2 separate regions of the Rattus norvegicus genome follow, and region 1 is linked to region 2. Evidence: chromatin contacts called from public Hi-C data. All regions are on one chromosome and are shown on one strand. Each heading gives the region's core, a stretch centred on a gene start, on an enhancer-like site or on the middle of the called end of the contact. The rest is flanking DNA. Distances are from core to core; before and after follow the strand shown. Region 1 holds the start of Tcf7l1 (transcription factor 7 like 1). Region 2 holds the start of Tgoln2 (trans-golgi network protein 2).

Region 1 (7,061 bases), core at 1,276-3,775, 170 kb after region 2:
GTGAGAAACACCAAAACACCCAGAAAGTTGAACTTACGATTTTAAGCCAATTCATCAGGGAGATAAGATACAGGCATGGGGGTGAGATGGGAATCAAAGTCCCCAGGCCAGTGGGCTAAGAGTTGGTTGTGGAATGCCAGAAACACGGCTCTATGGGAAAAAGCACTGGTCAGCCAAATCTGATGACCTGAGTCGGATCATGGGAACTCACATGGTAAAGGAGAGTCCAACTGACTACCAAAGGCTGTCTTCTGATCTCCATGGAAGTAATAACTCTGGCATAAGCCTCAGATACACCCAAGTGTGTACACACACACACACACACACACACACACACACACGGGAACTCCCTGCACCTGCATGGGAGGGAAAGCTGAGGGTGGTCCCCAACATTTGCACACACCTTCACATTGAAAGAGCCAAAGCAAAACCCTAGATCAATATCCACTTTCAAAGGGATTTCTTGACATCCTAAAGTGCAGCAGGCCTGAAACTGTGAGGGTCTTTCTTCATCCAAGGGCAAAGGCAAGGGGTGTGGTGGGTGTGGTTCTATGCTCCTCTTCATCCATCAGAGCCTCCCTCAACTCCTAACCAGTGAAGAACATCCACACACACTGCACAAACTGAGGAGGCCACTCCGCCGAGTAAGGGCCCAAAACGACAGCAGAACGGCCCATTCAGCACCCCGTTCTTCCTTGGCAGCCCTGGAGTATAATCCTAGTTAAGATGAACTTTTATTCGAGCTTAGTTCCCTCAGGGGTGCACTCCTGAGGAGTAGACGCGCCATACACATAGCCTAGCAGTGAGAATGAATCAACCAACTCTGGAAAGCTCTGTACGAGGCAGAGTTGACGAGCAAGCCGCTGCACAGCAGAAGGGTATGTACCCATCCATCCAACTCAGCATCAGCACAGGAAACTTGGGTGTGGAGTATCGGCTCGAAGGCCCGGCTAGCCCCGAACTGCACCCCTCATTTTCACAGAGGAGAGAGGCGGGAGCTCCGAGCTGGAGAGGGGTGAAGGAATCCGCCCTCATTTGCACATTGTCTGGGGCCGGGTCAATTTGCTTAATCACCGCTCTAAATGCCAGGCACACAGCACACAATGCGCTCCCATTAACAGGTTTAAAGTGTCGCAGCGCTCGCTTTAAATGAGAAAAGCCCGCAACAAAAGGGGGAAAAAGCCAAGTAAGAATGCCTTGGGTCGCCCTCCAAACCATCTCAGAGGAGTTTAAAACCCAGAGTTCTGCAGAAAAATTGAGGCCCTGGTGTGAGGATCCGGGGTGGCTCTTGAATAATCCACACAAAATAAGGAGTTTGTACAGCTCACAGCAGCCCCGGGAACCCGCAGGTCAGAGGACATCTCAAGTCAGGATCCTCCAGGCCCTTGCCCAACTTTCCCCCTTGCCAAATGGAAAGCTGACCAATCTCCAGGAAGGAAAGCGAGACACCCCCCCCCCCAACACACACCCCCCCACCTCCAAAGGCAGGCACAAATCCAAGTTTTCCTCTGGTAGGAGCAAGGAATTTGGGCGGCTGGGAGGACCCACCAGGCCGCAATCTCCCAAAGGCGAGAAGTTAAAAGAACTTTACTTTCATCCCGTTACTGGCCAAAGCAGTCTCATACTAGGCCGCCACAGGGGAGTTTAACTCCGCAAACAAGTTCGGCCCAGGATCGGCTCCAGCAGGAGGCCCCATCCCCCACACCACGAACGAGCCTGGGGGCGCATCCCGCCGGGCGGGACGCCCACCAGTCCCGGCACCGCGGGACTGACACTTACGGTGCGCGCTCCACCAGGAGACAGGGGTCCATTGGAGAGGTATGGGCTGCTCAGGTCTGGAATCATCAGGAAGGGGTACCCAGGGTACGCAGGTCCCTTAAAGAAAGCGCCGTCCTGGGGCCTTCTCACTGCGGACAAAACCAAAGTGGAGTGAGGTCAGGGGTCCCCTAGACAGAACAGCTATCTGGAGCTCGGGGAGGGACTCTGGAACCGGAGCGCCCCTCGAGTGAACCCCAGAGTGACTGCTGCAGCGATGGGAGGAGAGCAGGGGCTCCGCCACACAGGCCATGGTGACCCGTATGGCCAATAGCTGATGGCCGGAGAGTGGAGAATGACGGAGAAGGCACTTACCTTCGGCGAAATAGTCGCGCGGCTTCTGGAAAGCGTCCCGGGCGGGCTGCGGGCGCCTCTCCGCCTGTGGAGGAGACACAAAGGCGAGGGCGGGTGAGCGGGAGCGGGACCCGGGTCCCCCAGGGGCTGACCCTAGGAATCCCTTTACCTCGGAGTCCGAGCTACTGCTCTGATTCTCCGATTCGTTGACCAGGGACGACTTGACCTCATCCAGATCCCTCTGCGCCGAAGCGCTGTCGCTGCTCGGCTCCTGCTCTTCGCCCCCCTCGTCCTGGAAGGGGATCAGCTCGTCGTTCGCTCCGAGGTCGTCCCCTCCACTGGTTGCCCCGGCTCCGGAGCCACCGCCTCCCCCGCCGGCGCCGCCACCGCGGCCACCACCGAGCTGGGGCATGGTGGGGCCACGGGCCGGGGCCGCTGCGCTCAGAGCCCCGCGCCCTGCCTGGCCCGGCCCGGCGCCCCTCCCTCCTTCTCGCTGGCCCGGCTCCGATCGTTTGGCCGCTGCAGCGACAAAGTTTTGACAGGGCGTGGCTCCGTGGGAAGCGGGCCCAGCACCGCCCAGCCGGGGCAAGAAACGCTCGGCTCCGGATCGTCCCGCAGTACGGAACCTAGGGCTCCCCAACTAGCCGCCGCCACCGCCGTTGCCTGCTCGGCCGGGGCGTCCCAGCGCCTGGCCCGCCGGGGAGGGGCGATGGGGAAGGAGGGAGGGACCGCCCGGCGGGGCAGGGGGGCCGGAGGGAGGAGCCCCGGCTGCAAGCTGACACCCGCGCCTCGCGGAACCAGGCGAACTGCAGCGCGCGCACACACACTCGCATTCACACTCGCGTCCTGCTCGCTTGCACCTTCCGGGGACTGCAACTCCCCTCCGCGTGCGACCACCCTACTCCTCGTACTTATCCAGATCCCATCCACTGAACTCCATGGCTACCCTGGGAAGTCCTTCTTGCCCCCTCCCGCTAAGCCCGAGAGTCTGGCCTGCACTCCTTCACATCCCCTAACTTTCTTGGCAAACAACCCCCAGAACTCAGCGCGGGTTCCCACTCAGCTCCCACCGCAGTGGCAGGCAGCACTGCCCCCCTGCGGGAAAGCTGAGGAGTCGCAGATTCGCTGAGCACAACCACTCAGCCCGCGGTTCCTCAGAGTGCAGGATCCCATCAGTCCTACTCAGCTAGATTTTGTGACACTTCGGAAACAAGCTGAGCGGCCTTCCCTTCCCTTTCCTATGCTGTTTCAAGGCATTCCTGTCCCCAAACTGTGTTTTTGATTGCTTCCTCTCAGTAAAGAACCACTGAAACCTTAAAGATCACTCTTTCTTAAAGCCGGAGACAAGGTGTGAAATCCAATACTCACTGTCTTGGGTTCAGGCCGGATTTTAACTGATTTCAAGAGGAAATTATCACCCAGAACTCCCAAAACTGATTAGGAAGCTGCCTACTAGCACCATAAGCAAATTACCTAACCAGCTTCATAGGTAGGGAACGGACTTGAGAGAGCATTTTGGGGCTAACAAAATGGCTCAGCAGGTCCCGGAGTCCTCAGTTCCATATCCGGTACCACATGGTAGAAGTAGAGAACGGACTCCCTTCCAGTTGTTCTCTACCTTCTAGGTGAGGGCCATGCCGCATGAACTCAATCCCTCACAGGTTAAGTGTCGCTGAAAGGGTGGAGACAGTAGAGTGTGTATTTAGCACTCATGAGGTCCTGTGTTCAATCCTCGGGACTAGATAGACTCACGCATCTATAGTCAGCTAGGGAACAGGGGGTGGGGGGAGACAATGCCATCTACCATGGGGACATTGGTGACAATATAAATTTTAAAATCAGTCTAGAGAGTTAGTATGAGACTATTTTTCAATGTTTTAAACATAACTTAAAGCCAGGTATGGTGACTTGTGTCTTTAATCCCAAAAACCTAGAAGGGGAGGCAGAGACGGATGGATCTCTGTGAGTTTGAGGCCAGCCTGGTCTACACAGTGAGGTACAAGACAACCAGGGCTGCCTAGAGAGATCCCTGTCTTTAAAAACAAGCCAGTCATTGAGCAAACAAACCACAGCTTACACATGAGGTGTCTTCTAGAGTTGCCTTGGGTTGGGAGAAAGTACAGCTTTAAGAAGGGGGGATAGAGGCTACCGTTCACCTGCATCTTTCTTCAACAGCACCCACAGCAAGGGGCTGGGCAGGTCGAGCCCCTGCTTATGTGGACCAAGAATGGGTTTAAAGAAGCACTGTTAAGACAAAGGTTAGTACACATATCTTTCATTGTTACATTTTAAAACATTTTAGGGTTTTGGGCAGTGGTGGCCCACACCTTTCATCCCAGCACTCAGAAAACAGAGGCTCTCAGGATCTCTGAGTTCAAGGCCAGCCTGGTCTACAGAGCAAGTTCCAGGACATCCAGGGCCACACAGGGAAACCCTGTCTCAGAAAACAAAACAAAACAAAAATTAGGTGACAGAGGTGCAGCAGTTGGAGCGATGGCTTAGGGCTGAACCACTGAGCACTGAGCTAAGAGTGAGCCCAGAGCCTGAGCCTGGAGGTTGCTGCCCACATACAGCCTATCCCAGGCCTCCTCCACCATTTGGTCAGAGTACCTCCAGAAACTGCATGGGATTTCCACACCCTCCCTCGTGTTATTGTATTTTGCAGAAGTTTTTTTTTTTTTTTAAAGTTAAAATAATTGTATGGAGGAATCTATGGAACTCTTATTTAAAAACACTTTTTCGAGGTGTCTAAACATATGAAGAGCTCATTGTATTGTTTCCCTATGTGATACATCACTACAAACTTGGTGGCCTAAAAAGAAAAAGGTGTGCTTAGAGGTCAGCAGTCTCTGCTGTTGTAGAAATACAGAATTAGTTTCACTGGGTAGAAATGAAGGCGTTGGCAGCTGGGGAATAAGATGTTACCTCCGTGGTAGAGAGCTTGGTTAGAATATGAGATCCTGAGTTCAATCCCCAGTACTGCTGAAGAGAAGGGAGAGGGCAGGGAAGGAAGAGGAGGGGAGGGGAGGGGAGGAGAATAAAGAAAAGAAAGAATGAGTTGAATGAACTGTATGGCCTCTGAGGGTTCCAGTGAGCCTCTTGACAGCTTCCAGAGCTGTTGGCACTCTACGCCAGACCATACCTTGCTAACTTCTGTTTCTGTGGTCACACTGGAGGCCTGAAATGGCATTTGGAAACCATTCCAGTAATGAACTCTGTCTTTCTGCCTGGCTACAATTCATAGCTGAATCAAATCCCGAAAGACGGTTCCTAGGCCCCGGGGATTAGAACATGGACCTGTCTGTCATCTTTGGGAGTGAGGTGTTGTCAGCCTACCACACCTGTCAACTTGGAAGCAATACAGATTGAAGCAGCATAGAGTAGAACTTTCTCACCTATCAGATTGGCACAGAGAGAGAAGAAGCGTAACACCCAGCATTGGCCCCTGTATGAGCACACAGGGCTCTGGGCATGTTGTGTAAGATTTCTGAAGGGAAGTTTGGCAATGCCTTGGAAAAATCTTTAAACGTGCAAATGCTTTGACTCATCCTTGTACTTCTAGGATTTGGTACTGAAGAAATAAACTGGAAGAGAATGTTCACCACAATGAAAAGCTAGGAACAATTTTGATGCTCTCAAAACTGACACGTCAAATCATGGTGCATCCATTCAGGAGGACACTCTGACACTTTGCAAATATGTTCGTCAGTATTCAAAGACTTATGACGTGGGGAAAGTAATAAATTTTTTAAAATGTGGGTATAGGCATGATGGCCCATGTATGCAATCCCAGCTTTCCAGACAAAGAGACTGGAGGGTCATAAAATTCAAAGCCAGAGGTTAGCTTGAGCTACATAAGTTGAAGGCCAACCTGGGCTATGTAGTGTGAAAACTTGTCTCAAAAAAAAAAAAAATAGGGACTTAAGAGATTGCTTAACACTTAAAAGTTGTACAGAGGACACAAGTGTGGTTTCTGGCACCCACGGTAGCAGCAGGATCTCCTGAGATGGAGTGCCAGGGGATTCCATGCCATCTTCCAGCCTCTGTAGACATCTGCACTCACACGTGCGTACTGTATACTCTAACCTCGATCTCCCATGTCCTGCCTAGCATTATTCAGTGCTGGGGATCAGAGGGCTTCTCTGAAGGTGGGGCAAGCCTCTATTACCTGAACTTATTCCCAGCCCTCAGCATGATCTTTACACTACGACCAACAAAGGCGTTTGTTTAGGGTCTGAACAGCTGTGACTAAACACCATGACCAAAAGCGATTTGGAGGGGAAAGGGTTTGTTTCATTCACAATTCCATATAACATCATCCTCAAACGCAACAAGGAACAGGAAGTCAAGCAGGGCAGGCGCCTACAGGGATGCAGAGGCCACGGGGGTGGGGGTGCCTCGCTGGCTCATTCTCGGTTGCCTGCTCAGGCTGCCTCCTTACAGAAGCCAGGACCACCTGCTGGAGCGGCCCCACCCACAATGAATACTCCCCTCCCACACCAACCACTGATTAGGTAAATGCCCTACAGGCTTGCCTGCAGCCTGATCTTTTTGTTTGTCTTGTTTTGTTTTGTTTTTCCAAACAGGGTTTCTCTGTGTAACAGCTCTGGTTGTTCTTGTACTCAGTTTGTAGACGAGGATGGCCTCCCTCTAAAACACCGAGATCCTCCTGCCTCTGCCTTCAGAGTGCTAGGATTAAAGGCATGCACCACCCCCAACCCGCTAACAAACAGATTTTAATGAATCCCTCAACTAAAAAAAAAAAAAAAGAAGAAGAAGAAAAGTGAGGGCATTTATTTTGTGGTCATTCTCCTAAAATTGATGCATACATTCAATACGATGCTAATAAAAATATTCCAGTCCATTAAAAAGTCACAGGTTCTGTTGTTTGGTTTGGTTTGGTTTTTGGTGTGTGTGTGTACGCATATATTGATAAGCTGATCCCAAAAGTA
Region 2 (7,004 bases), core at 1,475-3,974:
TGTTTATCACAGTATTTGTCTGTCAAGAGCTGAAATAGTGAAGAAAGTGTTTAAAAGTATACAGAGTTACTATCAGGTGCTAGTATTTCCTCTGAGTGGAAACTCAGAAAGAAAACAAACAAACAAAATCACACTTCCAGGTAGATCTGTTTATCTGTCAAATGTGAAAGGACTGAAAGCCCTCTCTATCTCTACCTTTGTAGATAGATACACATGCAGTGTGCGGACGGTCCTACTTGCAGTCTCCAAGGGCTAGGAGCAATGGCTGCGGCAACCCCAGAACTGGCCCACTGGAGGCTGCATATCCCTCCTACATTGGGTTTCTCCTTCCTTACCTTTAGGTTCAAACGTTGGTAGTCACTGGCCTTTGGCCTCCGAGTGACTTTGGATCTTTTTCCTTCCAGGGCAAAAGCAATAATCTGAGGGAAGGACAAAGAAAACAGATTAACATTTGACTCTGTAATGAGGGACTTCACTTCCTGAAATCAGAAGCAGTTACCTAGATCCACAAAGAGGACTATTTAAATTACACACACACACCCAAGATTTTAAAGGGGGCTTGGTTACAACAAAATCCTTTATACTGCTTAATAGGGCCCAAGAGATGGAGGCTGAAGCCTGTGGAAATCTGTATGATTTAATTATGGGAGTTAGAGGTCTGCCAGTTCTCTTGCCAGAGAGTTCTAGGTCAGGTGTTTAAGGGGGAAAAATAATGACGGTTTCCTAGCTACAAACACATGCTTTGCTCCCACACAGTTTCAACTTTTCTCTAATTTACTGCTTTCATCATGAACGTTTAAATGTACAACGAAGAATGTAGACTCTTCATTCTTTAGAGCCATATGCCCAATGGCTATCACCAACTGAATTCTTCAATAAGTCAAGCTACTGAAACTGTCTTCTAAATCTCATGGCTCATTAAGAAATACAATAATTTTGTCATTAGAGTTGTTTGTAAGGTTGTTTCATGGGTGGCACTTTAACCCCAAAGTTGGGTGCATTTATGCAATCTCTAGGCTTGCTTCTGACTCTTGGTAGCAGAAGAGTCATTCTTGGGCTTTATACTACTGGTGTTAGAGACTATGTAACTGAAAATATTCTTCCTGCCTCCAGATGGAAGACAGTTGGAATAAAAGCTAGAAATGGTAAACTATCTCAAGCATGGAAAAGGGGAAGAAATCTACCTGTCAAGAACTTGGGTTCACAGAGGCTGTGAATAATCTGAGTTCCAAGTTACAGGAGGGGAATCACAATTAGGTCAGGTCAAGATTCACGTCCAACTTGGCACTTTACAGCAGAACTCTGAGGAAACGGGTCACATGATTTACAAAACAAAACCCAGAGTCCTAGCAAGGTCTAAGGAAAAACCGAAGATGATCTTAAAATCCTCTGAGCTCACAGGCAGATGAGTGACAGATAGCTGCCCATGTACAAAGAACTCAGGGTTCTGGACATTCCAGTCCCCTCTTACCTTTCGTTTGTTGTGGTAAGCAATATAGAGGACAGCAACAAGAACAGCAGCGGTCACCAGATAAGCAAAGAAGTGGCTGCTTTCTGCACTGGTGTTTCCAGAATTGTCCTTATAATGGTCATCCTTCTCATCCTTCATAGAATCTGTAAGTGTCCCCTCTTGGTTCTCACTGGAGGAAGGGCCCAACACCTTTTCATTCTCTTCTTCAAGTGGTGAACCTTCTTCGGGCTCTGTATCACCCTCTTCAATCTCCTTGGTTTCCACATCTTCAGTAGGCTCTGAAGACTTATCTCCTTTCTCTGGCTTTAAAGAGAAGTCAGAGTCCCCTGCCAGTTTTTCCCCAGATTCAGTTTTGGAAATAAGTGTTGGTTTCTGTCCTTTTTCAGTTAGCTGGACTTTGTCAATTTTTGGAGTCTCTGTATTGGAGGGGACTTTGGAGGTGGGCTTGTTAGAATCACCTCCTGTGGGCTTGTCATTATCACTTCCTGTGGGCTTGTTAGAATCACCTCCTGATGTCTTGTCAGAATCAACTCCTGTGGTCTTGTTAGAATCACCTCCTGTGGTATTGTCGGAATCACCTCCTGTGGGGCTGCCTGAATCTTTTGTAAACTTCTGACCTGACTTTTCCTGTTTGGGGTCCACAGGCAAAAGCTGCTGCAAAGTTTCCTTCAATTTGGCATCTGCTGTTTCGGGGTGCTTTTTGGAATCATCCAAATTGAGATTGGTCGCAGATTCCACCCCACTGGAAACTGATGCCGAAGTCCTAGCCACCGTCTTGTCCTGGCCTTCTTTATCCGACTCCAGCCTCTGATCAGTCGGTCTGTTAGTCTTTACCTGTTGAGAAATATCAACCCCAGGAGGCAGGGGCGTGGAAGGTTGAATCGGAGGATTATTTTCACTTGATGTGTTGTTTGGCTTAGAAGCGGATGGCAGAGCTCCTGAAACAGAAAAAGCAGTAAGTCCACGTTAAAAAAAAAAAAAAAAAAAAAAAAAAAAAAAAAAAAAAAAGGCCGGGAGAAAAGAAGGGCTTGACTTCTAAGACCCTAGCGGTGATGGCCGAATGGAAGAGCAGTGGAGATTGCTAGAGGAGGGTCGGGTCAGGCGAGAAAGACGACAGCTCCCGTGGCGACCCACCAAGGTGAAGAATGGGGAACCTAAGGGAGAGAATGACAAGGGCTTGGGGGGGTATCCTTACTCGCCACCGCGACACTCAGCAGGAGCAACGCAACCAGGAACTGCATCCTGTAGTCTGCGCTTCCGCCCTCTACTGACGTGAGAGGGGCGCAAGGTATTTCCAGAGCGTGCCCCCCCCCTTTCCGGCGGACTGTTTCTCTTCCGGCGCAACCCCGCCTTGGGGGTGGGGTTACTGGGTGTCGCCAGTCAGTGACTGTATATTCCGATAGTGTGCCGGAAATCAAGTCCAGCTCCCCCCCCCGCCCCGCCCCGGCCTGCCCCCCAGCTCCCCTCTCTATTTCAGCAGTCTGGGGAGCTCGGCAGTCTCTTTCTTGTTCCCTTGGCCTCGTACTTCAGAAACTGTCCGACAGGCAGGTGCTGCGTCGCCTCTCGCTGCTTATGATGTGGGGTCGGGGCCGGGAGCCTCTTTGTCGCATCCTCTGTTCATGTTTCTAACCTCACCGTTGCTGGTAGTGCTTTTCTCACTTAACACAAAAATGTACTCTGTTCAGCTCTTTCCCATCTAGAAACAAATACATTTCATCCTGATCCCAATCCCTTTTCTTGGCGGTACCCAGGGCCCTCTGTATTTACCAACGTTTTTTTTTTTTTTTTCTCTCCCCTGAATTTCTATGTGTTTGAAACTATATTGTTATGTGGGCAGCCCCTGCCTCCTGAGTGTTTGGGATTATAGGCGCCTCGCCACGCCCCTATTGAGCTATTTATTTATTTAAGAAATCAGATATCAAAGATTGATTTTTATTTGTGTACGTGTGCCCGCCACCTGTGTGCAGGTGCTTTTGGAGCTAGATGAGGACATCGGATCCCGTAGAGCTTCAGGCGTTTCGAACAATCTATGTGGTGTTGGAAACTGAACTCTGCTCCTGTGGGAGAGCAGCAAGTCCTGAGCCATCTCTCCAGTTCAGGACATGAGGTGCTTTGTTGCCCAAACAAGAAGACCTTGAATTTCTGATCTTCCTACTGGATTACTGGCTTGTATCTCCAATTTATGTAGTACTTGAGATCAAAATTGTGACTCTGTGCACACTAGACAAGCACTCTGCCTCGCTCAACACAACAATGTGTGTGTGTGTGTGTGTGTGTGTGTGTGTGTGTGTGTGTTCTTTTTGGGACAGGGTTCTTATGTTTAACACCTCTGCTGTCCTAGAACTCACCCTGTATTCCATGCTATCCTTGCACTCCCGGAGATCCACCTGTCTCTGCCCACTGAGTGCTGGGATTAAAGACATGCACCACCACACCTGGCTCAAGCAACACATTTAAAAGCAGAATTTTAAAATAACTATACCTTTTTTTTTTTTTTTAAAAGAGAGCCAGGTGATGGTGGGACACACCATTAATCCCAGCACTCAGGAGGCAGAGGCAGGCAGATGTCTGAATTTGAGGTCAGCCTGATCTACAGAGTGAGTTCCAGGACAGCCAGGGTTACACAGAGACACCCTGTATTGAACAACAACCATAAAAGACATCTTTAGGGTCTAGAGAGATGGTTCAGTGGTTAAGAACACTGACTACTCCTCCAAGAGGACCCAAGTTCCAGTCCCTAAACTCACAAGATACCTAATGACAGTCTATGATTCCAGTTTCAGGAGATCTGACATCCTCTTTTGACCCCACAGTCATTGTACACATGTGGTGTACAGACATGCATGTAAGTAAAACATACATATACTTTTAAAAAGTCGGGCTGGGGATTTAGCTCAGTGGTAGAGCGCTTACCTAGGAAGCGCAAGGCCCTGGGTTCGGTCCCCAGCTCCGAAAAAAAGAACCAAAAAAAAAAAAAAAAAAAAAAAAAGTCTTGCTGTCTGCTCTTCTGCGGATTGCTATTTGCATTCGTTCCTTGTGTCTTCATCTGTGGCAGTGCTGGATAGTTTAAACAATTTGCTTAAAGTCATTCGTGAACATTTTCATAAACAGTTGTTTAATAAACAGTTCCAACAACTACATTCTTTTTTTTTTTTTTTTTTTTTTTTGTCATTTTTGAGATAGGCTCTCATTCTGCAGCAATAACAGGCCCGGAACTCACTCCAAGGGACAGCAGACTTTGACTTGGCGTCAGTCTTCCTGCCTCTGCCTTGGAAATGCTGAGATTACAGTTGTGTACCACTGTGCCAGGTTCCATGGTCCTCAATACTCTGGAGGTTTAAGGTAGAGGATCTTTTGAATAAGAAGTGTTGTTACTTTATGTGTGTGGATGTTTTACCTCCGTTTATGCATCTATATTATGTGCCTGTCTGGGGCCAAAGGAAGCCAGAGAGGCCACGAGAGCTGGAGTTAGAGATGGTTCTGAGCCAGCTTCTGGAAACTGCACCTGGGTGAGAAGAGCAGGCAGGGCTCTTGACCTATGAGCAATCTCTCTGCCTTCAGAGGCAAAGGATCTTTTGAGCAACCAGAATTTGGAGGTCAGTCTGAAGAACAAAGTCAGACTTAGTCTCAAACATACCTGAATAAAGAAGACTTTAATCTGATAAAGCTGCAATCTGGTGAGGTGGAGAAATATCAGATAGACATTTGTCCATGTTTGCTTTTTGATTTGTCATAGTTAACTTTGATCCTCCCTTTGATGAGATGTAAAGTCATAATGGAGAGAAGTCCCTGGATGTGCCTCTAAGGCATTATCTGGGTTCGGTTAATTCAGGTGGGAAGGCCCACTCTGTAGGGGGACAGTAGTGTTTCATGGGCTCGGGTCCTGGACAGAATAAACTGGGAAGCAAGCTGAGCAAATATAGGACATTCGGGCTGGGGATTTAGCTCAGTGGTAGAGCGCTTACCTAGGAAGCGCAAGGCCCTGGGTTCGGTCCCCAGCTCCGAAAAAAAAGAACCAAAAAAAAAAAAAAAATATAGGACATTCATGCCTCTCTGCTTCCTGATGATGGAGTCAGTGTGAGCAGCTCCCTCCTGCTCTTGCTGCCATGATTTCCTTACCACGATGTACTATGTATTCCCTGGAACTGTAAGCCAACGCCAACCTTTATTTATTTATTTTTGTCAGGTGGCTTTCAATGACATTAAGGCAAACAACTAATAGAATTGTATCCCAAGAATTGCCAAGAAAAATATGAAAAGTGTGTATCAGTTGAGTGATGAGCCGAGGAACCGAGGATTGTAGAGATCCCTGGGAGAAAAGTGGGAGGAGAGAAGGGTTAGGGTTTCTGGCTGAGCGAGTGGCCAGCACATGCAGCTGGGTGTGAGCCTAAAGAGCAGGCTTCTTGGGGGAGAGGGAGAATGGCAGGAGAAGGTGGAACAAAGCCACACCAAGAACTAAGTGACGCGGGAGTGACCCAGAACAGAAAGTCTCATGTGATAGAAAATGTATGTCAGCTGCTTGGAGTGAGCCAGAGAGGACTACAGCCACAGGGAGGGTGACGCTCTGCGAGACCCCTGAGTGTAATACGCAGTCCTGTGACCGAAAGCTTTCAAGTTTCAAGAAATAGTACATGGCACACATAGTTTCAGAAAGAAGTGCTTTTCCTGTCACTTGAATAAAAATCTCCATACTGTGGTCTTCACGGCCTCTCCCCACCCCTTCTTCCTCTCCTCTTACATTGCTGAGGAGAGAGTAAAAATCACAAGAGATGTGAGAAGTCTATCAGATTATTTCAGGAACTGGACTATAGCTGGGGGTGGGGGGTAGAGTGCTGCTTGCCTGATATCTGAGAGGTACTTAGTTCAGTCTCCAGAGCTTAAAATAAAATAAAATAAAAAGCCTCCTTTAGAATGTTGACTTTGCCTTGGCTAGAGGAAGTGAACTGGTAAATGAATCTGCTTTTAAAAGAAAATTCTGTCTGCTTGTTTTAAGACAAATGTTTGACTAACATTTAAGGATATTGGCATAGTGTGGGTGTGGGTGGGCGGAGAGGGCAGTGGCAAATAATTAAACCTGACCTGGTGTCCACATTACCAGGCAGGGGAGGAGAGAAGTTCTGATCACCCAGAACCCCGGGTGTTTGTATTTTATCTATAAACAATAAAAGAAACCATTGAAGAGGTTTAATCAGATTGGAGGGTGTTTGGGCATTACTCTGGTTGTTTCAGAAAGAACTGACTTGAGTAGTAGGGAAAGGACCCGGGTGTTAATCATTTAGGAGATTGTTGCAATATCTCAAGAAGTGGACAGGTCCAGGGAGAATGACGGAAAGTGCTCAGAGTGGAGAGGGGACTAACGTGCTTCCAAGATAGATTGGACAGGAAAGATGGGGAGGGAGGCAGGGGGTGCTTTCTCACTGAGGTGGAGGGCCAGGGGGATGGACTGGCAGATAGGACATGAGTTTGCTTCTGGCCACTTGTTAATTACTTTGGTTTATCTTTACTTAGGGCGATTGTGATAGCCAAGAGGAGG

What was found. Hi-C and Micro-C count contacts between places; a contact is called where the count stands out from the background.
Region 1: a Hi-C map of hepatocytes shows a contact between it and region 2, with 1.9 times the contacts expected there. The contact joins the promoter of Tcf7l1 here to the promoter of Tgoln2 in region 2. A contact is called at or near these places in 7 of 12 Hi-C or Micro-C datasets (the A7r5 cell line, Schwann cells, hepatocytes and 3 more) and 1 of 1 datasets of contacts at active chromatin or transcription factors (oligodendrocytes).

What each region holds. Positions count from the first base shown.
Region 1 is chr4:106,400,896-106,407,956 of GRCr8, forward strand. It overlaps Tcf7l1 (transcription factor 7 like 1), which reads right to left and starts at 2,526. Exons shown (of 12, transcript NM_001107865.1): 1 at 2,279-2,526; 2 at 2,131-2,194; 3 at 1,780-1,907. The coding sequence starts at 2,521.
Region 2 is chr4:106,226,538-106,233,541 of GRCr8, forward strand. Tgoln2 (trans-golgi network protein 2) reads right to left here and starts at 2,725. Exons shown (of 4, transcript NM_138840.3): 1 at 2,667-2,725; 2 at 1,472-2,409; 3 at 336-419. The coding sequence starts at 2,712.